5 separate regions of the Sus scrofa genome follow, and regions 1, 3, 4 and 5 are each linked to region 2. The links are chromatin contacts, called in public Hi-C and HiChIP or PLAC-seq maps. All regions are on one chromosome and are shown on one strand. Each heading gives the region's core, a stretch centred on a gene start, on an enhancer-like site or on the middle of the called end of the contact. The rest is flanking DNA. Distances are from core to core; before and after follow the strand shown.

Region 1 (2,700 bases), core at 134-2,633, 360 kb after region 2:
AGAGTCTAGCCCAATTTTTCCCTTTCTCTGTTCAAGGAGGATTTGCTTTTCAGCCACATTTCCCTCAAAACACAGCCCCGACAGGAGATGCTTAGCGCACAGATTTCTAAAGCATGAAATGATCTGAGTTTGGTGATTTGGTCATAACGAAACTAAAAACAGTAAGATGAGAAAACAAGAGTGTGATCATCACACCTACAAAAAACAACTTTATACTTGGGTGAAATCAAGAGATCAGAAAAAAAAAAGCTCAAACTAATATTTTCCAACCTTTCACTAACAGCTAGGGCTAAAAAACCACATGTTTTGAAGGTCTTGCACTGTGTTATTATTAGAAGTCACAATTCTATTGATACTGATGAGTCATTTGTATCGGCGGAAACCAAGAACTTCCATCAACATCATGTTACACACAGTCACTGTGGCTTGGCTCTTTCTTTATTACTGGTCAAAGCTGCTTCAGAATGCTTATTGAAGCTAAAAAAAAAAAAAAAAAAAAGAAGAAGAAGAAGAAAGAAAGAAAAAGAAAAAGAAGAAAAAGGAGGCAACCTCCTCAGGGCTGTGCAAAGCGTCCTTTTCCCCAGCCGATCTCACTCTAATCATCCTTCTCCAGAGAGTTTAGGATGATCTGATCAACATGTATCTACAAGAGGAAGTTTATTTGTAAACCTCAAAAAAGTAACATTTTCACTTTCTGAGGAACATAAGCAACACTGAGCTCCAAAAACAAACAGCGAAACCATTTCTGAAAACACATGCCAGCTTGAAAAGTACCTGAGGTCAGGTTTGGGTTTTGTTCCGTTTTGTTTTTTCACCTTAATAACATGCAACGGATAGAAACAAAAAGTGTCATCATTTAAGGACCTGAACCTCACACAACAATGTGGGGCTGGCCGCTGAGCACCCTGTGCCCACTGCCCTGCTCCGGGCACACGCGCCCCACTCATGCAAGGAGAAGTAGGTCAGGTCCAGGTCACATCAGGAAAGCCTAAGTTAAATGTTCGGGAAAGTTCCCTCTGGTGCTGAGGAGGAAATAACAGCAGAGCTCCTTTCCCTTATTCTCATCCCCATTCCCTTCTCCCCAGGAAGAGTCCCAGAAAATTTTTAAAAGGAAGGAAAAATGGGTTTTCTTGAGGGCTTCCCAGAAATACTGTGATTCTTAAGCCGTCTCTGCAAAGGCAGAAATATGCCCAATTTTCTACCCTGCAACCAAAGGTGGTGTTTGGCTGCTGGGGGGAGAAGGGAACCCAGCCCGGTGGTGATCCCAGATCTGAAAATAGCCTCCCGGGCGGCTAACTGGCCGAGGTACCCTCCAAGGTGGCGCTGGTGCTGTGGGCAGATACAGTGGGGCCAGCTGAGGGCTGTAACAGCTGCATGAGTCAGCACTCACTTCTGGTAGGAAACTGCTGACAAGCTGAGTCACTTGCGCAGACAGAAGGTGCACACACCTACCCGGCAGAAATAAAAACAAGGTACATGCAAATTGGCAAACAGGAACCTCTCTCCCCTTGCAGTTCCTATTTTCCAAGGTTAAACCCCCAATAGACATAATCTACGGTTATTAATAGTAGTCACAACCAACAATAATAAATAGTGGTAATAAACAACTCGCTCTCGGTGTTGTGATGTGTGCAACAGCTGCATTCAAATCTCACGAGCCAGTTAATTTTAACCGGTTTTCATTTTAACAGGATTTAACTGCTTTTCCTCCCTTCTGAAAAAAATCAAAATAGTTGCCCTATCGACCACAAAAACTGGTAACAGACAAGCACAGTTCCTGTTTTTCAGAGGGTACTTACTTTCAAACCCACAATATCGAGATGCTTAACATCAGTGGAAATTTTAAATGTATTGTTTGATGTGGGAGCTGCAGCCTGTACATGAATTCAGATCCCACAAATGTTCTGGAGGAATCACATCTCAGGCCGGGTCCTATATGTCTTTCATCTCTCTTCTCTCATTTAACACCAGATTCAAAAATCTACAGGAAAATGGGTTATCTGGAACCCAGAACACATTTTCCCACAGAAAGAACACCATGTTCAGGGTACTCCATGAAAGCTGCCTCGAAGTTAAAATAGGAGCGAGAGGTTAAATGTGCAGTTTAAAAAGAGAAAGTAACACTGTAATAGTTCCAAAGCCAATTAAAAGCTAAAGAAAACACTCTCGATTGACTGCGTGTGAGGAAACATCTAATTAGAGGAAGGTGAGGGGACAGCTTTCTAAATGAGACTTTGGGACCGTCTAGTTTCACTCTGGTTCTCTAATATGACTTAAACGGCTAATTTCACTTTAAAATGCATGATGTTCTCTTTGGCATAACATCACTAGGAAAACCTTCGTCAGTAGTGAGAACTGATTTTTCATTTTTATTTTAAAGTTCTAAAAATTTTTTATTTTTTTGCCCCGAAAAAACTGATCCAGGGTTAGAAGAGAAAAAAGAAAAGAAGAAGGGCTACAAAGACAGGGGTACCAGAGAGAGGGGAACAGAAAGAAAGGGAGTCAGAGAGAGAGGAAGGCTCAAAGGCATAACAGAGCACAGAGGAAAAGTAGGAATTAGGGAGAGGTTCCCCCACTAAGTGCACTCCCAGTGAGGGGGGATCCTCCTCACCCCGCTGCTCAGTGATCTGACCTACAGCAAAAGAAGGTTGAGAGGCCGGCACGACAGTTCTACAGACTGGCACTAGATGGCGCCATCAA
Region 2 (2,700 bases), core at 30-2,529:
AGGAACTCCCTGAAGCCACAATGTTTTGAGGTTGAACTGTTATATAGCAACGGGTAACTGATGCAGACACTACTGCCGTCAGAGTCCTACTTTCAAACTCTTGACAAGTAGGTCAGCATCATCCAGAGAGTGGACACTAGTCTCTTCATGGACAGTTCTGTGTCCTCCTTGTATTCCTTTAAATGTTTGTTTACAACCCTGTGGTGGTTTGAAATATTTCTTAGGTAAAGAGCCGCTGTTCTCTTGGGCCTCCTCGGCACCCATGAGGTAGAGAACGCAGGCCAGCACTTTCCAGCATTCTGCCACTGCCCTCTCCAAGACCCCTGCTGATGAGGCAGAGATTTCAGGCGTCAGCTCTGATCCTGCTCAGAAGCTTCTGGAAGAGGAAGGTTGCATGTTTCTTAACAGTATTTCCCAACTCAGCCGGCTGAACTCGTCACACTAGCGTCTGCTTTAGATGGACCAGCAGATGGCACTATTAACCCAAGCTTCCTTCAGGCGCCAGCCCAGCGCTGTCCAATGCAAACAACGTGAGCTGAGCGTGTGATTTTACATCTTCTAGTAGCACCGTCAAAAGAAGTGAAAAGAAGCAGGTGAAATGAATTTTAATAACATATTCAATTGACTCCAACGGAACCAAACTATTTTCAACATATAATTAACACAGAAATGATTGCAAGAGTTCACCTTGTGAGGGATCCCAAAATTTCAAATTCCAAGGGGTGTTTTACCCATGGGGGTGCATCACGATTCAGACCAGCCTCATTTCTAGGGCTCAGCAGCCACGTGTACTGGACACTACAGCTTTAGAAGGTGGAACAAGTGGACTTGAGTGAATTTAAGTAACCAGAAAAACAGAGGCAGATCTGGATTTAACTGATCAGAATAGTTTTGGGTGAAGAAATCAGGCCCTCATTAATATTCAGGAGCTGCAGTGTTATGTCTGGATTGTTCAGGGGAGTGAGAGGAAGATATTTTATTCTGAGCTCAGGCTTTTCCTTCGGTTGCATCAGACATAGGCAGACGTGAGTCTGGATCCCGGCATTTGTGGCTAGTTAATCCCCATACACAAAGGCAATCCTAGGAACCCGATCTTTTGTCTTTCCGCTGCTGCAATGGCTTAGTCAGGTTACTCCATAGCTCTGAGCCTGCTAGACGTGGCATTTGCTGAAGGCTCCCAGTGGGTGCTCTGATTGAATTCCATAGGGTAAACTCCGTCCCTTGACACCTGTCAAATCCTGCCTGGCCCAGGAGAGCAAGATCGCAATGGTGCACATGACACCACACTCGGCTCAGCCCTGCTCCGACCGCTAAAGACAGGCAGTCAGGACAAACAGTTCCTTGTTACAGGCCCGGGAAAGGGCTTTGTCCAGGGGCTGTGTTTGCACAGGGCTTATAATGATATGAAAGAATGTTTGATTTCCCTTGTATACCCTTTGGATAACAAACAGACACTCAGATCCTGGATGGTGCCTAAACAGCACAGAGGTCTGCTGTTGGGGACACGGATGTTTCCACACCAGGCAGAAGCCTTGTTTGCACAGCAGGGGTTACGGCATTTTGGGCCTCGTGGCATCTTCCCCACAGCTGACAACAAAGCAATTCTGCTTCTGCTCTAAATTGTATTTACTTATGTTCAGCAAGAATATATACCCATAGTTCAGGCCATGGGCAAAGTCCAAAAGCCTTCCATACCAGGAGCTACTGTATTTAAAATCCTCCAGACAGCAAATCTAATACACGACGGAAACAGGACAGAGGCTGACAGGAAAGAGGAAAAATCAACAATGCTGGTTTCAAAGTCCTTGAAGCAAAAGGCCATATAACATGTCAGCAGAGCTGTTGCAACTCAAGCTGCTTTGCAAAGAGGTCAAAGGAAACTTGTTAGCTATAGACATTTTTCCCTGTGAAAAAAAACCCCAAAGCCCAAGGACCCTTGTTTCTTTCTAGAAGGTGCTTCTACCCCTCTAGCAAGGGAGGACTTACCCCACGTACCAAAGGGAAGCCCCTGACATGTTCTTGGAAAGGCAGTGGTAACTTCACCACAGCTATGTGCTGATTTCAGGGTAGCAGGTTCCAAGTGGATGGGCGTTTGCCCCTGGAATAAACAAGAGCCACAGGCCCTCTATGGAGCTGGGACAACTTTGCTTTCCCTGGTTGGCAGGCACCCCCACATTCCCCAAAGGGGTTTACAAGTCAGCTAATGGGACTTGGCCTTGGACATTGAGAAGGCTGAGGCCTCCTTGCCTTTCTTCTGGCAAATTCTTACACCCCAGCTAGGCCCAGTAGGGCTTCACCTCCTATTTACTGTCCCACCAACTCAGGGTTTTACGTCTCAGCAGTGGTTTGGTTTTCCTTACCCGGACCCTCATAAACAGTGAGGTGGCAAGATGGAGAGCCCTGCTGACCACCACCACCAGCTCTGAACAGCAGGGGCACCAACGTCTTTAGACCTGGGGCAGCCACACAGGTGCCGTCTCACTTGGGTTCACTATGGAGACTCACCAAGGGTCAGGGGCAGCCATCGCTAGTTTAACCTGTTACTGCTGGAATTCCTGCCATGGTGCTGTGGGTTAAGGATCTGACTGCAGCGGTTCGGGTTGCTGGGGAGGCGTGGGTTCAATCTCGAGCCTGGTACAGTGGGTTAAAGGATCTGGTGGTGCCACAGCTGTGGCTCAGATTCAAGCCCTGGCCTGGGAC
Region 3 (2,700 bases), core at 64-2,563, 430 kb after region 2:
CAGGAGTGGAATGGCTGGGTTGTATGGTAGTTTAATCTTTAATTTTTTGGGGGAGTCACCACCGTAGTGTTCTCTGTAGTGGCTGTACCAGTTTACATTCCCACCAACAGTGCATGAGCTTTCTCTCTTTTCCACATTCTCACAAACACGTTTTTTGTTGTCCTTTTGATAATAATTTTACTGACAGGTGTGAAAGTGGCATCTCATTGTGGTTTTGATTTGCATTTCCCTGATGATTAGTGATATTGGGCATCTTTTCATGTACCTGTTGGCCATCTGTATGTCTTCTTTGGGAAAATGTTTATTCATATCCTCTGTCCCTTTTTTAAAATTGGGTTATTTGTTTTTTTGCTATTGAGCTGTATGAGTTCTTTATGTATTTTGAATATTAATCCCTTATCAGGTAATGTGATTTGCAAATATTTTCTCCCATTCAGTAGGTTGCCTTTTCATTTTGTTGATAGTTTCACTTCTCCAATTTCTATTTCCATAATATTGGTACCCACTCATGGAAGAAGAAAGAGAAAAAATCTCAAAAAGTGCTGGCCAGATACTCATAAAAAATTCTTCTTAAAAATATTACAAATATTCAAAATGTTTCAATCTATCAGCCTTGGAGAAAAAAAATATTTCCCCATTAAAGAACTAAACATCTTGTGGTTATGATATGTTGGTAGAGAAAATATCTTTAAGCACACTTTTTAAAAAATCATGTAAGAATAAGCTTAGAGGTTTATTTGCTTTACCCTTTATTGATAGAAATAAGTCTTGGGTGCTATTTGGTCATGCAAATTGAGTCCCTGTGGGAGCCTGGCTGGTCACAGGGGGTGGGCTCTGCTCCAGTGTCCTCCTTTCTGGAACATCATTCAGCTCCTTCCCTCTTGTTTTCCCTGGATTCTTTAGCAGAAGTCTTCCGGTTTGGGGAGAGAGTTTTCTTAGCCCACACGTGCTGCTTTTTTTTTTTTTTTTTTTTTTTTTTTTTTGCAGTAATCATGCCACCTTACTGCCTTTTTTGCAGTAATCATGCTAGCTAGCTCAAGGTTGAGAAAGCTTAATAAAACTTAACATTTGGGCTCCTGATGACTAGCCAGCTCACACGCTGCTGAGTAAGCAAGATGCATCCTCTTTGGGGATTCAGAAAGAATCCTTGACTGTCCCCTTAAGAAAGTATTAAAGAAGCTCGGGAGAACGGAGCAAAACAAAACACACAACGAAAGACACTGTGTGCTGTAAGTAAGCAGCAGGCATGTACTGGTCAAGGAATTAGATTACTCAAGGTGGTGACTCATTCCGCAACTATGTAGTGTTTGCGGTTGAAGAGAAACCTTTGCCAGAGAATGACTAAAATCTATTGGCAGCGTCTTTAAAGGAATCATGACTGGGCCTAAACCAGTGAATACGCAAGTGTGCTTTTTTTTGTCTTCGTCTTTTACTGATTCAGGACTGAGAGTAAGAAAATACCATCCCTGTTGACGTCTGCTGTTACGGCACGGTCTCCGGGGCATTCCCAGCAACTGTTCTCACAGGGCCGCGGCCAGACACACAGCTCCCTGTTTGGCCGTGGTCATGTACGTGTGTGTGTGGTTAGCAGAATGAAGAAAGCTGACTTTTACAGATTGTTAGAGGCATTTGGTTTTGATAATTTAAAGATAAGCCTAGAGGAGAAAATCCCCAAATTTGGTTATTGTTTCAGTTTTCTGTGGATGACATAACAAAGTGCTACAAACGGAGTGGCTTACACAACCATTTATTGGCTCAGTTCTAGAGGCTAGAAGTCCAAGATCAAGGTGTCAGCAGGCTGGGTTCCTTTTTTTAGGGCTGCACCCCTGGCATATGGAGGTTCCCAGGCTAGGGGTCCAATCGGAGCTACAGGTACTGGCCTATCCCATGGCCACAGCAACATGGGATCTGAGCCCTGTCTGCGACCCACACCACAGCTCATGACAACGCCAAATCCTTAACCTACTGAGGGAGGCCAGGGATCATACCCACAACCTCATGGTTACTAGTCGGATTCATTTCTGCTGTGCCACAATGGGAACTCCAGGGTGAGTTCCTTTCTAGGGCTGGAAAGGAGGATCTTTTCCATGCCTCTCTCCTAGCTTCTGGGGATTTGCAGGCAGACTGGGGTGTTTCTCGATTTGAGGAAGCATCACCCTGACCACTGCCTTCAACTTCACATTGCGTCTCTTTGTGTGTATCTGTCTTCAAATTTCCTCTTTTTATAAGGACACCAGTCATATTGGCTTAGAGGCCCACCCTGCTCCAGTATGACCTCATCTCAACTAATTACATCTTTGGTGACTCCATCTCCAAACAAGATCACATTTTGAGATCCTGGGGGTTAGTGCTTCAACAGGTGAATTTTGGGGGAGGACAACAAAATTCAGCCCATAGCAGTTGCTTATTTATCAGCTAGAGATAATTCATTACAAAAGTAATAGACTAATTTAAAATTCCATGGTAGTCAGTGTTAGTCTCTTTATTAAGTCCAGAAGCAAAGGTCAGAATTCTAAAAAAGTCTAAATATATTTCACATGTATGAGGAGTAATTATGGAGTTCCTGTCGTGGCACAGTGGAAACGAATCCGACATGAGGATTCATGGGGTTGCGGGAACATGAGGAACATGAGGAACATGAGGTTGCGGGTTCAATCCCTGGCCTCGCTCAGTGGGTTAAGGATCTGGCATTGCCATGAG
Region 4 (2,700 bases), core at 19-2,518, 310 kb after region 2:
GGTGCGAATGTTCTCCAGGCGAAGTAACTTGACAACTCTTGTAAATTGCCTTTTTTTGGGGGGCTGAACCCGACACAAATGAAGTTCCCAGGCTAAGGGTTGAATCGGAGCTACAGCTGCCGGCCTCCACCACAGCCACAGCAACACAGGATCTGAACCTTATCTGTGACCTACACCACAGCTCGTGGCAACACTGAATCCTTAACCCACTAAGTGAGGCCAGGGTTCGAACCCACATCCTCGTGGATCCTAGTAGGGTTCATTAACCGCTGAGCCATGAAGGGAACTCCAGTTGCCTCATTTAAAAAAAATATTCTTGTAGCTTATTTATTTTAGACATGGTGTTTGCACCTCTTAATTCCCTCCCCCGTCCTCTCCCTGCTGGGAATCACTAGTTTGTTCTCTACATCTGCAAGTCTGATAAATTGCTTTTAATTAAACTAATACTTACATCTTTTCCCATGACGAGCTGGAGCTTTCTCAGAATGTGAGAAGCAATGACCTGTTTCCTCGCTGGTGGACTAGGAGGTGTAATATTGCCATAGATGGGGCTCATCTCCTATTCATTTATATTTAAGAATGTACTGGAGTTCCCATCATGGTGCAGTGGTTAACGAACCCGACTAGGAACCATGAAGTTTTGGGTTCAATCCCTGGCCTTGCTCAGTGGGTTAAGGACCTGGTATTGCCGTGAGCTGTGGTGTAGGTCGCAGACGCGGCTCGGATCCCGAGTTGCTGTAGGCCGGTGGCTACGCTCAGATTAGACCCCTAGCCTGGGAACCTCCATATGCCACAGAAGTGGCCACAAAAAGAAAAAAAAAAGAATGTACTTCTCGTGAGTCTGAGAACCCTAAAAAGCACACACTGACACTCTTTATTTTGAAAATTAAGAAAAAATATACTTTTTAATACAAAATCAGAATTGCAAAGTTAGGAGCAGTGGAAATAAATCCAACTAGTAAATGAGGTTTCAGGTTCGATCCCTGGCCTCTATCAGGGGACTGAGGTCTGGCGTTGCTGTGAGCTGTGGCATAGGCTGGCGGCTGTAGCTTCGATTTGACCCCCTAGCCTGGGAACTTCCATATGCCACGGGTGCGGCCCTGAAAAAAAAAAAAAAAAGAATTGCAAAGTTAAACAACCACTAACTCAAACGCCATCTTTAAAGCATAAGAAACAGTAGGTTAGTTGTTGCTCTAAATTTTTCTCACTGAAAGCCACTGGGACATTTGCTGATCAATGCGACAATGATACCTGGATTCCAGTCAATAGACAACTCAGTGTGTATGGGATGTGCCAAGAACAGCCTTGCAACCGCTCAACCCTGGATCTGAGAGGTCCTTGAGCCACCAACCCAGGAATCTTTGAAATTAGGGTTGGCAGATTTCGTTTTCTGTTAGCAGGGAACATTCTGGCAGGAAACCAAGAACCTCAATCCCCTTCAAACAATGAATTCAGCCACAATCTTGACTTCCAGACAGAAGAAGTAAATCATATTAACAGCTGAGAAGAGGTTATGAACTTTCAGTTTGAAGGTCAACGAGAAAAGAAAACAAGAGAAAGATCAACTGAAAATGTCACGGGTGAACCTGAACCAGGTGCCAGCTCTAGGATTACAGCAAGGTCCTGGCAAGGCAGTAAAGGGATATGGCCCCTCTATGAAACATTAGGATGCTCTGCTTCTGGAACTGTGTATGTATGGATGTTCACATGTCAATAATCTGTGGCAATAAGCACTTTCTTATAACTACATATGACTAAGATGCAAATCTTCCCTATATGGCTAAGAGATGGCCTTATCTTCTATATGACTGAGGGATGATGCTTATCTTTGGTGGGATTGAAGATCATGTTTGTTTTTCCACCATAAGTATATAAGCAGATACATATACTTTTTCTAAAAAGAAAACTGTATAAAGATTAGTCAAATAATAGGATGGCAAGAAAAACAAATACATGAATCGATCCCAGAACAAAATTCTACTACAACTGCAGATTTGCTGAATAAAATAAAGATCAAAAAATTAATTTTATAAGTCACAGGTATGTCATAACCTTAAAAAGTTCTATTTGCACTAGTTACATCCTAGGTCAAAAGATGTTTCATTCAAAACATTTTGGAGTAAATACAAAATATTGTCTTTAGTATATAATTTGTATTAAATATTAAAAAGTTCAGCACAGGCTAATCCTTTTTTTTTGTGTTTTTTGTTTTTTTGTTTTTTTTTTGGTCTTTTGCCTATTTAGGGCTATACCCGTGGCATATGGAGGTTCCCAGGCTAGGGGTCTAATTGGAGCTACAACTGCCGGCCTATGCCATGGCTACAGCAACACCAGATCAGAGCCTCGTCTGCAACCTACACCACAGCTCATGGCAACACCAAATCCTCAACCCACTGAGCAAGGCCAGGGATTGAACCCACAACCTCCGGGTTCCTAGTTGGATTTGTTTCCACTGCACCATGACAGGAACTCCACAGGCTAATCCTTTTGAAAGGTTATTTTGCTTCATAAAAATGTGAAGTAGGTTATAAAGTTAATTCTCAGATTAATGAGGGATGTTTTAGGCTTCAAGGAGGTAAACCAAGTTATTCAAAGATTTTACTTTAAATGGTATGATTCTGAACTATAATGTATGTGATGAATTTTTCAAACATTTTGAAAATATTTTGCTTTGATCTAGGATTAAATCTATATTAAGTC
Region 5 (2,700 bases), core at 151-2,650, 290 kb after region 2:
ATCCTCAGAAGAGAGGAGTTCCTGCTGTGGCTCGGTGGTAAGGAATCCAATTAGTATCCATAAGGATGCAGGTTTGATCAGTAGGTCAAGAATCCAGCATTGCCACAAGTTGCAGCGTAGGCTACCGATGTGGCTCGGAACCTGTGTTGCTGTGGCTGTGGTGCAGGCCAGTAGCTACAACTCCTATTCAACCCCTAGCCCAGGAACCTCCATATGCTGCAGGCGTGGCCTTGAAAAGCAAAAAAAAAAAAAAAAAAAAAAAAAAGGCCTCAGAAGACAGCTTTCATTTGGCATGATGGGCCCCTGCCAAAAGCAATCTCTGGGATTCATGTTGACCTCTGTTTTCCTGAGGCTTGAATTCTGCGTTTTCCAACACTAGCTTCTCCACCGTGTGGCTTGCTCTTTATGAGGGGGCCCTGTGCCCTAATGTTTGCTTCTACTAGGGCCTGGGGGCTTTCCACGCTCTTGCATCAGTTTAGCATCTACGTCAAAATAACTGAAGTTTCCACATCTCACAGGTAGTGTAACTAGGGACCCCACAGCTATTCAAACAACAGAACACCCGGCCCTGTGCCCCAAACACTCACACTCACAGCTGCACACAGACCCTGGGGATTCACCTTGCTGTGTTTGGCCTACAGTTCCTGTGAGAGCATAAACACCACAGCCCCCAAAGCCCACGGCTGAGTTTGTGGCATCAAAGTTTTCTGGCACCTGGGAATTTTTCTTTCCTGCCTCTGAGCTCACAATGCACTTATGATTTGCTATTCTGGCCAACACACCTAAGAATTTGGGGAGGGGGGTTGGAGGGGGGTGGAGTGGGGCTGGGGGTTACCAAGGGCCCAGGTGGCACCAGCTCAGTATACCATTCTGCCAGAAGTTCCAGTTTGAGGTGTGCTAAACTCAATTCTGCCATATTCAGTGGTCCCCTCTATGGCCATTTGGCTGTAACTCAGGCTGGAGCCAGAAACATGTTCTTTGTAGCACAGGCTGTCTTATTGTGACTCATGCCTCAACTCTTCCTCGTAGTGGAGTGATGCTGGGTGAGGGTGCACTGAAGGGTCAGGCCAGGCATTAAGAAAGCATCCCCAGCCAGCACGGGCAGTGCAGACACTTACCCCAAGGAAGGAGTCACCTGCCTGCCCTTTCTAGCTAAGTCTATCCCGGGTTCAGGAAGGTGCCTTATGTTACCCTGGCAGTGATTTGGAACTGGACGACCTCCCGATGACGTTTTGGTAGCAAGGGAGAGGCAGAGAGACAAGGCATGAAACCAGAACACAGCCACCTCCCCACACGACAACTGTGGTGTGGAGAGGGGCCGCCCTCTCCAACAGCAGCCAAGAGAACAGCCCCAGAAAACCCTTCCAGCCGCTGACCTGGAGGCCTCGTCCCAGGGGATCCTCTGATCTCATTACAGCAGTCGACACTAGTCCTCACAAAACAAACAGAGGAAATTTATGCCTGCCTTAGCCTGTGGAGAGCTCCACATTCCTGGCTTAACGAGAGTTCCAGCTTCGGAGACCACAGCCACTGGGATGGGAGGATGTCTGCTTCGATCCAAAGAAAGAACTGTGGTCGTGCCTCTTACCCTCTTTCTGGGGCTGCAGAGGAAGGCGGTGAGCCTGGAGGGAGCCACTGAACTGGGGGCCCAGGACTCTGCTCAGGTCTCTAAAGACAAGTTCCCTTTCTTCTTATGTCAGCACCCCCAGACGCAGTCAGTGGGGGCCATTTCTTCTGGAACAGCCCTGGGAAAGCGCAGCCTTGAAGAGTTCCACCTGCTAAGGCCGGAAGCCCAAGAGAGAGGCTGTCCTGTGTAACCCAACTCCAGGTCATCTGGTGGGAACTTTTTTTTTTTTTCTCCGAAAGTAGCCTTGCTTGAGCCTTGGAAAACTTGATCTAACTCGGGGTTTCCATTTTTAGAATAAATGGCAGGAGGGAAAGTGTTCAGGACGTAGAGGGTGAACTTCCAAACCAAAATAAGAACAGAGTGGGGGGTGATCTCACCTCTGCTCGCTGCCCCCCACCAGGAGACACCTGCCATGAATGTAGACATTCTTGATTGTTACAACTGGGGGAGAATAGCATCTAGCAGGTAGGGGATAGGATCTTGCTAAACATCCTACCAGGCACAAAACAGCTTCCACAATAAGAACTGTCTGCTCTAAAATGTCAACAGTGCTGAAGCTGAGAAATCCCGATGGAGAGGGGACACTGGAGGACGATGGTAGATTTAAAATAATGACCATTCTTCATCATATGACAATAGTGTTGATATCACGCTGTCCAAATGTGCACAAATCACCACCACAAAAATGTATCAGTTCTCTTTTGAAGCGAAATAAATGAAAACTGTGTTGTAACCTTGCAGTCGGATCACTGAAGCTGCCTAGAAAACAGTGGAGCAGTTTCAATTTTAGACGGTTCGTCAGCACCGTCGTGAGTGCTGTGTTCACTCCAGGTTAAGGTGTGATCTGCGTGCTTACTGTCATAATTCAGAGGTGACTACTGACGGAAGGAATTCATGAGCTCACTTGCATGATCACCATAACCACACATGTAACCTGAGCAGATCTCGGTCTGGGAAAAAAAATGGCAGAATGTTTCAACTTTCAAAATACCAACAAAATATGAGGAACCGTGGTGATGTTGACCTACATTCTGGGGAAGTTTAAAAAACAGCTGCATGCGAGGGCCTAAAAC

The links. Hi-C and Micro-C count contacts between places; a contact is called where the count stands out from the background. HiChIP or PLAC-seq counts read pairs in DNA pulled down with a chosen protein or histone mark.
Region 1: a contact with region 2 is called in a Hi-C map of skeletal muscle, with 8 times the contacts expected there. The contact joins two enhancer-like sites. A contact is called at or near these places in 3 of 5 promoter capture datasets (fetal liver, fetal skeletal muscle and liver), 20 of 47 Hi-C or Micro-C datasets (alveolar macrophages, embryonic fibroblasts, epiblast stem cells and 9 more) and 1 of 2 datasets of contacts at active chromatin or transcription factors (skeletal muscle).
Region 3: a contact with region 2 is called in an H3K27ac HiChIP or PLAC-seq map of skeletal muscle. The contact joins two enhancer-like sites. A contact is called at or near these places in 2 of 47 Hi-C or Micro-C datasets (embryonic fibroblasts and heart right ventricle) and 2 of 2 datasets of contacts at active chromatin or transcription factors (alveolar macrophages and skeletal muscle).
Region 4: a contact with region 2 is called in a Hi-C map of liver, with 12 times the contacts expected there. The contact joins two enhancer-like sites. A contact is called at or near these places in 1 of 5 promoter capture datasets (liver) and 3 of 47 Hi-C or Micro-C datasets (all in liver).
Region 5: a Hi-C map of skeletal muscle shows a contact between it and region 2, with 8 times the contacts expected there. The contact joins two enhancer-like sites. A contact is called at or near these places in 1 of 5 promoter capture datasets (liver), 10 of 47 Hi-C or Micro-C datasets (alveolar macrophages, embryonic fibroblasts, liver and 1 more) and 1 of 2 datasets of contacts at active chromatin or transcription factors (skeletal muscle).

Annotation. Positions count from the first base shown.
Region 1 is chr1:58,269,423-58,272,122 of Sscrofa11.1, forward strand. The region is part of intron 1 of BACH2 (transcription regulator protein BACH2); the gene reads right to left. Among named protein-coding and RNA genes, the nearest start is that of BACH2, 11 kb to the right of the region's middle. Within about 2 kb of position 1,384, at least 17 of the 83 cell types and tissues checked have an H3K27ac peak or open chromatin away from gene starts, as enhancers often do. A contact at or near this core is called in embryonic fibroblasts, fetal liver, liver and 1 more, where this site is marked.
Region 2 is chr1:57,910,757-57,913,456 of Sscrofa11.1, forward strand. All of the region lies in intron 4 of BACH2 (transcription regulator protein BACH2), which reads right to left. Among named protein-coding and RNA genes, the nearest start is that of GJA10, 32 kb to the left of the region's middle. Within about 2 kb of position 1,280, at least 18 of the 83 cell types and tissues checked have an H3K27ac peak or open chromatin away from gene starts, as enhancers often do. A contact at or near this core is called in embryonic fibroblasts, fetal liver, liver and 1 more, where this site is marked.
Region 3 is chr1:58,342,933-58,345,632 of Sscrofa11.1, forward strand. The region is part of intron 2 of LOC110260365 (a long non-coding RNA gene); the gene reads left to right. Among named protein-coding and RNA genes, the nearest start is that of BACH2, 63 kb to the left of the region's middle. Within about 2 kb of position 1,314, at least 48 of the 83 cell types and tissues checked have an H3K27ac peak or open chromatin away from gene starts, as enhancers often do. A contact at or near this core is called in embryonic fibroblasts and skeletal muscle, where this site is marked.
Region 4 is chr1:58,225,508-58,228,207 of Sscrofa11.1, forward strand. The region is part of intron 1 of BACH2 (transcription regulator protein BACH2); the gene reads right to left. Among named protein-coding and RNA genes, the nearest start is that of BACH2, 54 kb to the right of the region's middle. Within about 2 kb of position 1,269, at least 1 of the 83 cell types and tissues checked has an H3K27ac peak or open chromatin away from gene starts, as enhancers often do. A contact at or near this core is called in liver, where this site is marked.
Region 5 is chr1:58,199,896-58,202,595 of Sscrofa11.1, forward strand. All of the region lies in intron 1 of BACH2 (transcription regulator protein BACH2), which reads right to left. Among named protein-coding and RNA genes, the nearest start is that of BACH2, 80 kb to the right of the region's middle. Within about 2 kb of position 1,401, at least 39 of the 83 cell types and tissues checked have an H3K27ac peak or open chromatin away from gene starts, as enhancers often do. A contact at or near this core is called in skeletal muscle, where this site is marked.